Linked DNA regions of Astyanax mexicanus: region 2 is linked to region 1. The links are chromatin contacts, called in public Hi-C maps. All regions are on one chromosome and are shown on one strand. The core of a region is the stretch at or near the end of the contact, and the rest is flanking DNA. Distances in the headings are between cores, read along the strand shown. Region 1 overlaps LOC107197522 (proline-rich protein 5). Region 2 holds the start of LOC103036150 (protein SCO2 homolog, mitochondrial).

What was found. A called contact is a pair of places that touch in the nucleus more often than the background predicts.
Region 2: a contact with region 1 is called in a Hi-C map of muscle, with 11 times the contacts expected there. The contact joins the promoter of LOC103036150 here to the enhancer-like site in region 1. A contact is called at or near these places in 2 of 3 Hi-C or Micro-C datasets (blood and muscle).

What each region holds. Positions count from the first base shown.
Region 1 is chr2:36,280,712-36,284,721 of AstMex3_surface, reverse strand. LOC107197522 (proline-rich protein 5) reads left to right here. Exons shown (of 9, transcript XM_022671658.2): 8 at 465-603; 9 at 1,150-2,477. The coding sequence ends at 1,727. Among protein-coding and RNA genes, the nearest start is that of LOC125798969, 24 kb to the right of the region's middle. Within about 2 kb of position 1,596, the one cell type or tissue checked has an H3K27ac peak away from gene starts, as active enhancers do.
Region 2 is chr2:36,348,384-36,351,879 of AstMex3_surface, reverse strand. It overlaps LOC103036150 (protein SCO2 homolog, mitochondrial), which reads right to left and starts at 1,454. Exons shown (of 2, transcript XM_007244990.4): 1 at 1,356-1,454.

The DNA.
Region 1 (4,010 bases), core at 347-2,846:
TGCACTACTTCTGCATTATCTAAATATTCTGCTTTTTTTGTCATTGTTCATCAGAGAAGTAGTGCACTGAAGTAAAGAAAAAGCATTGAATGAAGTTCTTCCTGCTCACACTTTCCTTCAACACAACACATCCTGGAAAAGACCAATAATGTACAATTGCCATTTCTAAATTAAGCACAAACCACTGTGTCTGATCCAGTTCTGTGCCCTGGCTTTACAGAGTGGACAAACTCTGTTAGAGAAACGAGTAAACACTCATTTAAAGTTGTTTGCTTATGTCTGCGGTTCTCTTCATTCACTGGACAGGAACAGAACATTAGCTTAGCACCACCATGTGGCTAGTGAAGAGTATTACAAAGAAGGAACTGCTTATTTTCATTTTAAGAAACATTAGAAGGTCCAGAGTTAAGAGTGGTTTTGAATGAATCTGTTTGATGAACTCGTGTCCTGTGCTGATTCTGCAGGGAGTGCATGAGTCTAGAGGAGTGACTGAGGACTACCTGAAGCTGGAGGCTCTGATCCAGAAGGTCGTGTCTCCGTATCTGGGCACTCATGGTCTCTACACTGATGATGGCTCTGTGGCACAGTGCTCGTGTGTGCTGGGTAAGACTCAGTCAAACCATCTGCTATTTCATCCTTAAATTTACAGATGCAGAGCAGATACAGATGTTATATAATTCAGAATTCATTATTGCATGTTTCAAGCTGCATGTTCACTGTGAACTCTTAATAATTTTAGATCAGTTTTTTAAGAGGAATCAACCACAAATTCTGCATGGTTGAAAATAGACATAACAACTAGACAATCGTAACAAACTTAAAGGTTTGGAGGACATGAAAGGATTTATTTGTATTTAGGAAAATATTGATTTTAAAATGTTAAAAGTTCAGGAAATAGCCAATTTTATCATTTATATTCATTATGTTTTGAAAGTTGCAGGACTAATATTTTTCAATATTTTTTATTACAATTACAGCTAAGATTTTCAGTAATATTTCTTAGTAAACATTAAACTTTTATATGTAATTATTAAACAGAAATCCTTAAGATATAGCTGTGTAATATGGGCAGAAATTCGTCAAAAATGCTGGCATCTATTATGACATTATTAATATTATTATTATTGTTAATTTCTCCGTGTCTCTTAGAGAAACGGCTGATGCGGCGCTGGCCCAAGCCCGGTGACCCACCTGCTAAAAACCCTGTGGTTCGTTCAAAGAGCTACAACATCCCCATGCTGACCCCTGTGGTGGAGTACGACACAGAGACAGCGTCAGTGGGCAGTGTGGGGGTCCGTCGTCACTCGGTGTGCGAGATGACTTCCTGCCTGGAAGAGCCCGCCTTCTCCAGTGTGCCGTCCAGTCCTGAGACAGGCATCGCCTCCCCGCTCTCCACCAGCCAGCCCAGCGCCTCCATAGAGCAAGAGTCAGTCCTGTCCGCCTCCGCAGGGCAGAGAGATAACAGCCCCCCGCCCGAGTCCCCCTCTATCTGTCCCGAATGTTCCCCAGGACCCTTTGAACCAAGCGGCCTGCGGGACTCGGGTTCCGACCCAGGCGAGGAGGAGGAGGCCTCGCTGCCCAGCGGCTCGTCCAGCCCAGAGACAATAGTAGATCAGATCCTGGAGTCTCTGGACTCGGACGCAGAGGGAATATTCATAGAGTTCCCCCGACGCTGCTCAGACTCCTCCACGTTCAGCAGAGAGAGCGAGCAGCAGAGCGTCGCCTGAAACTCCCATTCCCACACAACCACAGCCTGAAAAACCATTCCACAGCTGCTCCAGTTTTCAAAAACTTTTTAACACAATCAAAGAGTTAATGGGTTTAACAAATGGGATTTTATTTACTTTTGTAGATGCTTCCTGGAGATTTCCAGTAATTTGACATTCCTTGTTCTTTTATATGCTGAACGTTTGAGGAGAAACACTCCACCAGATCTGCTTAGCTAACCAAGTGGAACAAGGTACAAACTGACCTGACCTATATCTATATTTTAAAAGTTGGTTTTCTGGTAGAAAGTGAGGGAAAAGGCTTAGATTATATTTTTAGGGAATTCATTTCTAAAGAATTATGGATAATAAAACATAAACATTTAAAATAATCAACAAAAACCTAAGAAAATGTTAATATTTTACAGAATCTTTGATTTGTGTTCTCTCTGAATTTTGTAAACTATTTTGACAATCACGGGTCCCTTTTAGAATAATAAATTAATATATTCTAATTGTTACAAGCCTATTTATTTGTATAATTTTGTATAAAACCATGAATAATAATAATCAGGATTAAATACAGATGTTAAATTTGTTCTCATGTTTTTGTACTGATTCATAAATGTGTTGCACCTGTACGTTGGCTGACTGAGTGCCGGTTGGGGAGTTGGAGAAGTTTGAGTTTAGCTGATTCTTGAGAATAATTAACGGGAGTGGTAACTGTGATTAGTGTGGTTAATGTTAACTTCAGTAAAGCATTTAAACTCAGACTGACTCTCTGCATGCCTTCAGCACCAGCACACATTAACTCTGCAGGAAATGCTGCAGAGGGGAGGAGGAGGAGGAGGTCACATTCCTTCTGACAGGTGAGGCAGAACCACTGGATCAGACACTGATTTTCTCTTATCCTAGAAAAATCATTTGTAGATGTCATTAGACATTTTTTAACCAAATTTTGCTATTGCCTGGTATTTACCCTCACCAATCTCAAATTGAAAGGGTTTATGAATGAGCTGATTTGTGGGAATGGCCGTGTTAAAGCAGAGATGACGACAACAACAGCATTATGAGCAAAAGCAGGGGAAAGAGACCCATTACAATTGTTTTTTTTTTATGATTTTTAGCAAGATTAATTAGTGTATGTTAGACGTCTGAAAATGTTACACCAGCTGTTAATTAAGAAAATAGGTTAACTGTAAGCACTAACATCTTGTGAAAAGATGCTAATTTAAACTATACCCATGTTAGTGAAAAGTTTAAGGGTTCCAGGTGTTTTTGTGTCTGAACCAGGCCCTTTGCAACAGGACAGGCACAGCAAGCAATTGATAATGACTGGTTATATATTGGATGCAACAACAAACTGTGTGAAAGTCTGTTTAAATTCTGTGATTTTGTGGTTAATGCAGGAAACTACAACCACACTTATCAGAATCCCTCTAATGCAGGCTCCTCCCACATGTTGCTGGTAGTAGCATATAACCAGACTGGAACATGTTCAGCAGTATCCATGCACACAAGCTGTTCACTATCTTTTAACACTAGAACAGATAAAGCTACTGGCTAACTGACACTAGTTTCACTTTCAAATCATAGGTAAAGTGGGGGATTCGTTTTGTCTGGGGCCCCCTCATGCCTTGAAACGGCCCTGGTTTGAACACAGAGTGGTGGAGATTTAATTTAAACACTTCCTCACATAAAATTTGTAGGACATTTAGATTAACATTAGAACATTAGATAACATTTCACTCTTTTCCACTTTTCCACTGGTAAACTAACCTCACGGTGTGGAGGCTGTACTGTGTCTAGCTTCCACCACCAAAAGAAAAACTTACAATAATCAGTTGATGTTTACTTACACAACTCTGATCATTCAAATTTAATATTATAAAAAAAGAGAGTTTGTATAGCCTTTATGGTAATCTGGAGAAATATCACACATTAGAGGAAAACAAGAATATAATAAAAAGTATTTTCAACGTGTTTAACAACATATAAAAATGTTACATGTTGCATTTTATCCCATGTGATCATGCCTTGATCTCCTCTACTCCAGGACCAGGTCTTAAAACTACAGTTTTATTAAATATTTTAGATGTGTGCATAACTAGCACTCTATACTAGTGCATCTCAAAAAAATTTATATCATTGAATAGTTACTTTATTTCAGTAATTCAGTTCAAAATGTGAAACCTAAATGTGAAATTCTATATATTATGTAGATGTATTGCAGACAGAGTGATCTATTTTAAGCGTTTGTTTCTTATATTGTTGATGATTAAAACAAATGATATTTGGCAGGAG
Region 2 (3,496 bases), core at 205-2,704, 67 kb before region 1:
GTACCATGACAAAGTGCCATCAGCATGCTGGTTGTGCAGGAGTAAAGGGCCGTTTCTCAATCTGTGTTTTTGTCCGTACTTGTGTTTTGTGGACTAGGGAAATGCCATCAGCTGCAGCCCAAGTACTGTTCCAGAATTTGCACTTCCAATTTCACTACAAATACTCAGATAAGTTCTTGTTTCTCCTTTATTATCAAGGATGCATGGAAGGTGACTTGTGTGGACTTCTTACAGTCCGATATCCCAGAATGCAACCTGCACCAGTATCGGCGGAGGAGAATGTATATACCTGTAAGTTATAGGTTTAAAAAAATAGTACTGCTGTGCGATAAAATAAAGTTTGAAGTTTTTTTTAGGCGAGAATGTAGTGGTTTAGACTTCAGATATGTGGTTTATTTGTTAAGGAATGGTTCTGTGCAAATGGGCTTAATGTTTTCGGAACAACTTTCCACTTCACTGATTTAGAGCAGTCATCAAGTATTTTATTCAATTACAGAATAAAAGTCTCGCAAGTCAAGCTTACTAAGTTCATTCTGGCCAAGTACAGGAGTCCAAACATGTGTACTTCGTATTAAGAAACGGCCTAGGAGAGAGTGAAGGTGTCAGTGGATAAGACCACCTTCGCTGTGTAGATGAGCGCAGGCATAGTAGCCATGACAAGCTGAAAACATCTGTTTTTTTGTGCATTATTGTGTCGAAAATTATTAACTGCTCATGGGGTTTTATTAGATTTTATCAGCAATTTTAAAACACATTTCTGGGTTTTGGGTTCTATTGTGTTCTATACCTGGCAATCAAGTGTGTAGAAAAAGGGCTGGGCAGCAGTCGAGATCAGCAGCTAAACTACACACAGATATCCGCTCCGGTAACAGACAATTTACAGACAAAACACTTAGTACACATAGTAGTCCTTCAACGTGAACAGCACTGAACTAGACTCACAGCTAAAGGCTTGATCTCAAATGACTCCTTCCTCCCTAAGAAGTGCACTTGTTAGCTTTATAGATTATGAAACAGCAGTTATGAATGCGACCTTGGCATTATAACTCTTATATAAAGCCACGTTTATTCAGTCACAGGTTTCAGCGGACAGTTTAACTAAATTACATTATTTACTTGTAGAGCCCACAGTGCCCTTGTTCTGTTATATATTTAGTTCAATCTGCTAGGGAGCAGGGAGCGGTTTGAGACGCGCCCTGAGTGAAACTCCTCACACTGCTGGTGTCAGAGCCTCGCGCGCTTACTGTACCCTCGCCCACAAACTACAGGCTGATACTGAAGCGCCTATACAAAGATTACACGCAGCTACCAGTGCATAGGGCTAAAACCAGTGAAATACAGCCGTTAATACGAACCCGCAGTCCGCTCTGCACTGATACACTCCCGACACCGGCGGACAGCGCTGACAGCGTGTGTGCGGTAAATACATTGTTTTATTCGGAACGGCAGATTCACTTCTGAGCAGCACATGCACGTTCAACAGATTTAACATACAGATCAAAGTTCTTAAATAATTATATCTGACTCTTTACGTGGCGAACTGAACTAGGATAGCTGCATAATCGAGGTAATTAAGAGAATGTACAGTTATTGAGTTTTGCGGAGGTAGAAAATCCATTGGCAGATTCGCTACAGAAATACCCGAATAAAATCTCTCCCGGGTTTGTTGGACCGATAGAGGGCGCTCCAGAGTGATTCCAAAATTGGCTGTTATTATAGAGCAATTAAACCAAAATCATGGGTTTATAAATGTTTCATAATTTTTATACGTTATGTTTCAGCATCATCTGTTATTGTTCTGTGTAAAGCTTTTAAAGGTGCTCTGCCTTCAGCCAGCAACAGTTCACCAACCAGTCAGCATGCAGCAGCAGTAATGCTAACGCCTTTACTGCCTAAAACCTGTTTACTGAAAAAAAGAACAAATATAAGTAGATTTTCTTTTTTTTCCAAAAAATAAAAATTAAATTACTGTCCAAAATTCAAGGTATATAACTACTTGTTTACTATTTAAAATACTAGTTCACTCTTTGTGTTTTTAGCTGTTTAGCTCGATTAACGCTCATTCATTCACTCATGCTGCCTTCAAACTCGTATTTTTAGCTGAGCCATGAGTTTCCCAGTTTGGGCGTGTCAGTAACAAGAGATAAATAAATAAATTATATTTATTTAAATTGATAAATAAATGAAATAAATTGATGCAGACAGCTGTTCATATTGTGAACAGCTTAAAACTTTGAACACTTGCAGGTTGTTATTAGCTAACTAATAAAATCACTAGCAATACATGAAAAAATGTAAAAGTCTAGTATAATTCACGCTTCAATAATCTAATGTATAATCTAGTATAATTCACGCTTCAATAATCTAATGTATAATCTAGTATAATTCACGCTTCAATAATCTAATGCGGGTCTTATTCGCTTCATTTCCACATTCAGTGGCGCTACTGTGTTTCTCTTTGCCAACATAGCAATATGACAGAAATTTACCTGAACATATGTCAGTTCCAGACCACCACACCCGTTATTGTAAATATATTTGTAAGTTACATCACTATTTAATTGGTGCAGGTGTAAGGCATGAGAATACTGTTGGTAGGGTTTTAAACAATAGACATCACGATGTGGATTTTAGGCTTTGGCTTAGTGGATGGTGTGAAAAAATGACAGTTCTGAACACTGACTTTTATGTTTTATATAATAAATGGGGTTTCTCCCCATGTTCACTCGACTCGTTTATAAACAGTGCTAACATAAGATGCTTTACTCTGTCCACTCCATTGAAATTATATTATAAGGTAAGTAAAAAATTTAATAAAAACCTTTTTTTATTACCTCAGCAAAACAAACAAGAGCTAACTCTCTAAAATGAGTTTTTGCAGCTGGGATGTCTGACCTGTACAGCCCAAGTAGCTGTGGTACAATTATTGGAGTTAAAATTACTCAGAGCTTCTGTTGACCACTTGAAGTCAGAGTGAGTAAACTAGTGGAGCTCAAGCTCCCACCTAACTTTCACATTTCTATGCTCTAAAGGAATATGGGATTTTAGTAATAAAAAAAAGACTAAAAAAAATGACTCATTAAAATTACACTGTCAGGAGAGAATATAATGTCATTTTTACTGATCAAGTGTTGCCAGTGATTTGTGCAAAATATCTCTCTTCTATAATGAGCTATATTTTTGCAAATATGAACTTAAACAAAATCTTTTTCTTTTTACTGGTTGAATAGGAAGATAATTCCAAATATCCACAGTGTAAATTTTACTATATGTGTCTGTTTAAGACATGTCATTGTGCTCAAGTACTGGGTTAATCATGGGGACCCACTGCTCTCTCTACCACATCACAGTTACTCAAATTCATCAACTGATCATCCAGTACTTAGACTTACAAGGTTAATGTGATAGTAATAGTTCTGATTTACAGTACCAAAAGTCAAAAGTTTGATCTCATTCATTCATGAGCGGCGCTCATACTGTCACGCTGAGCTTTTTA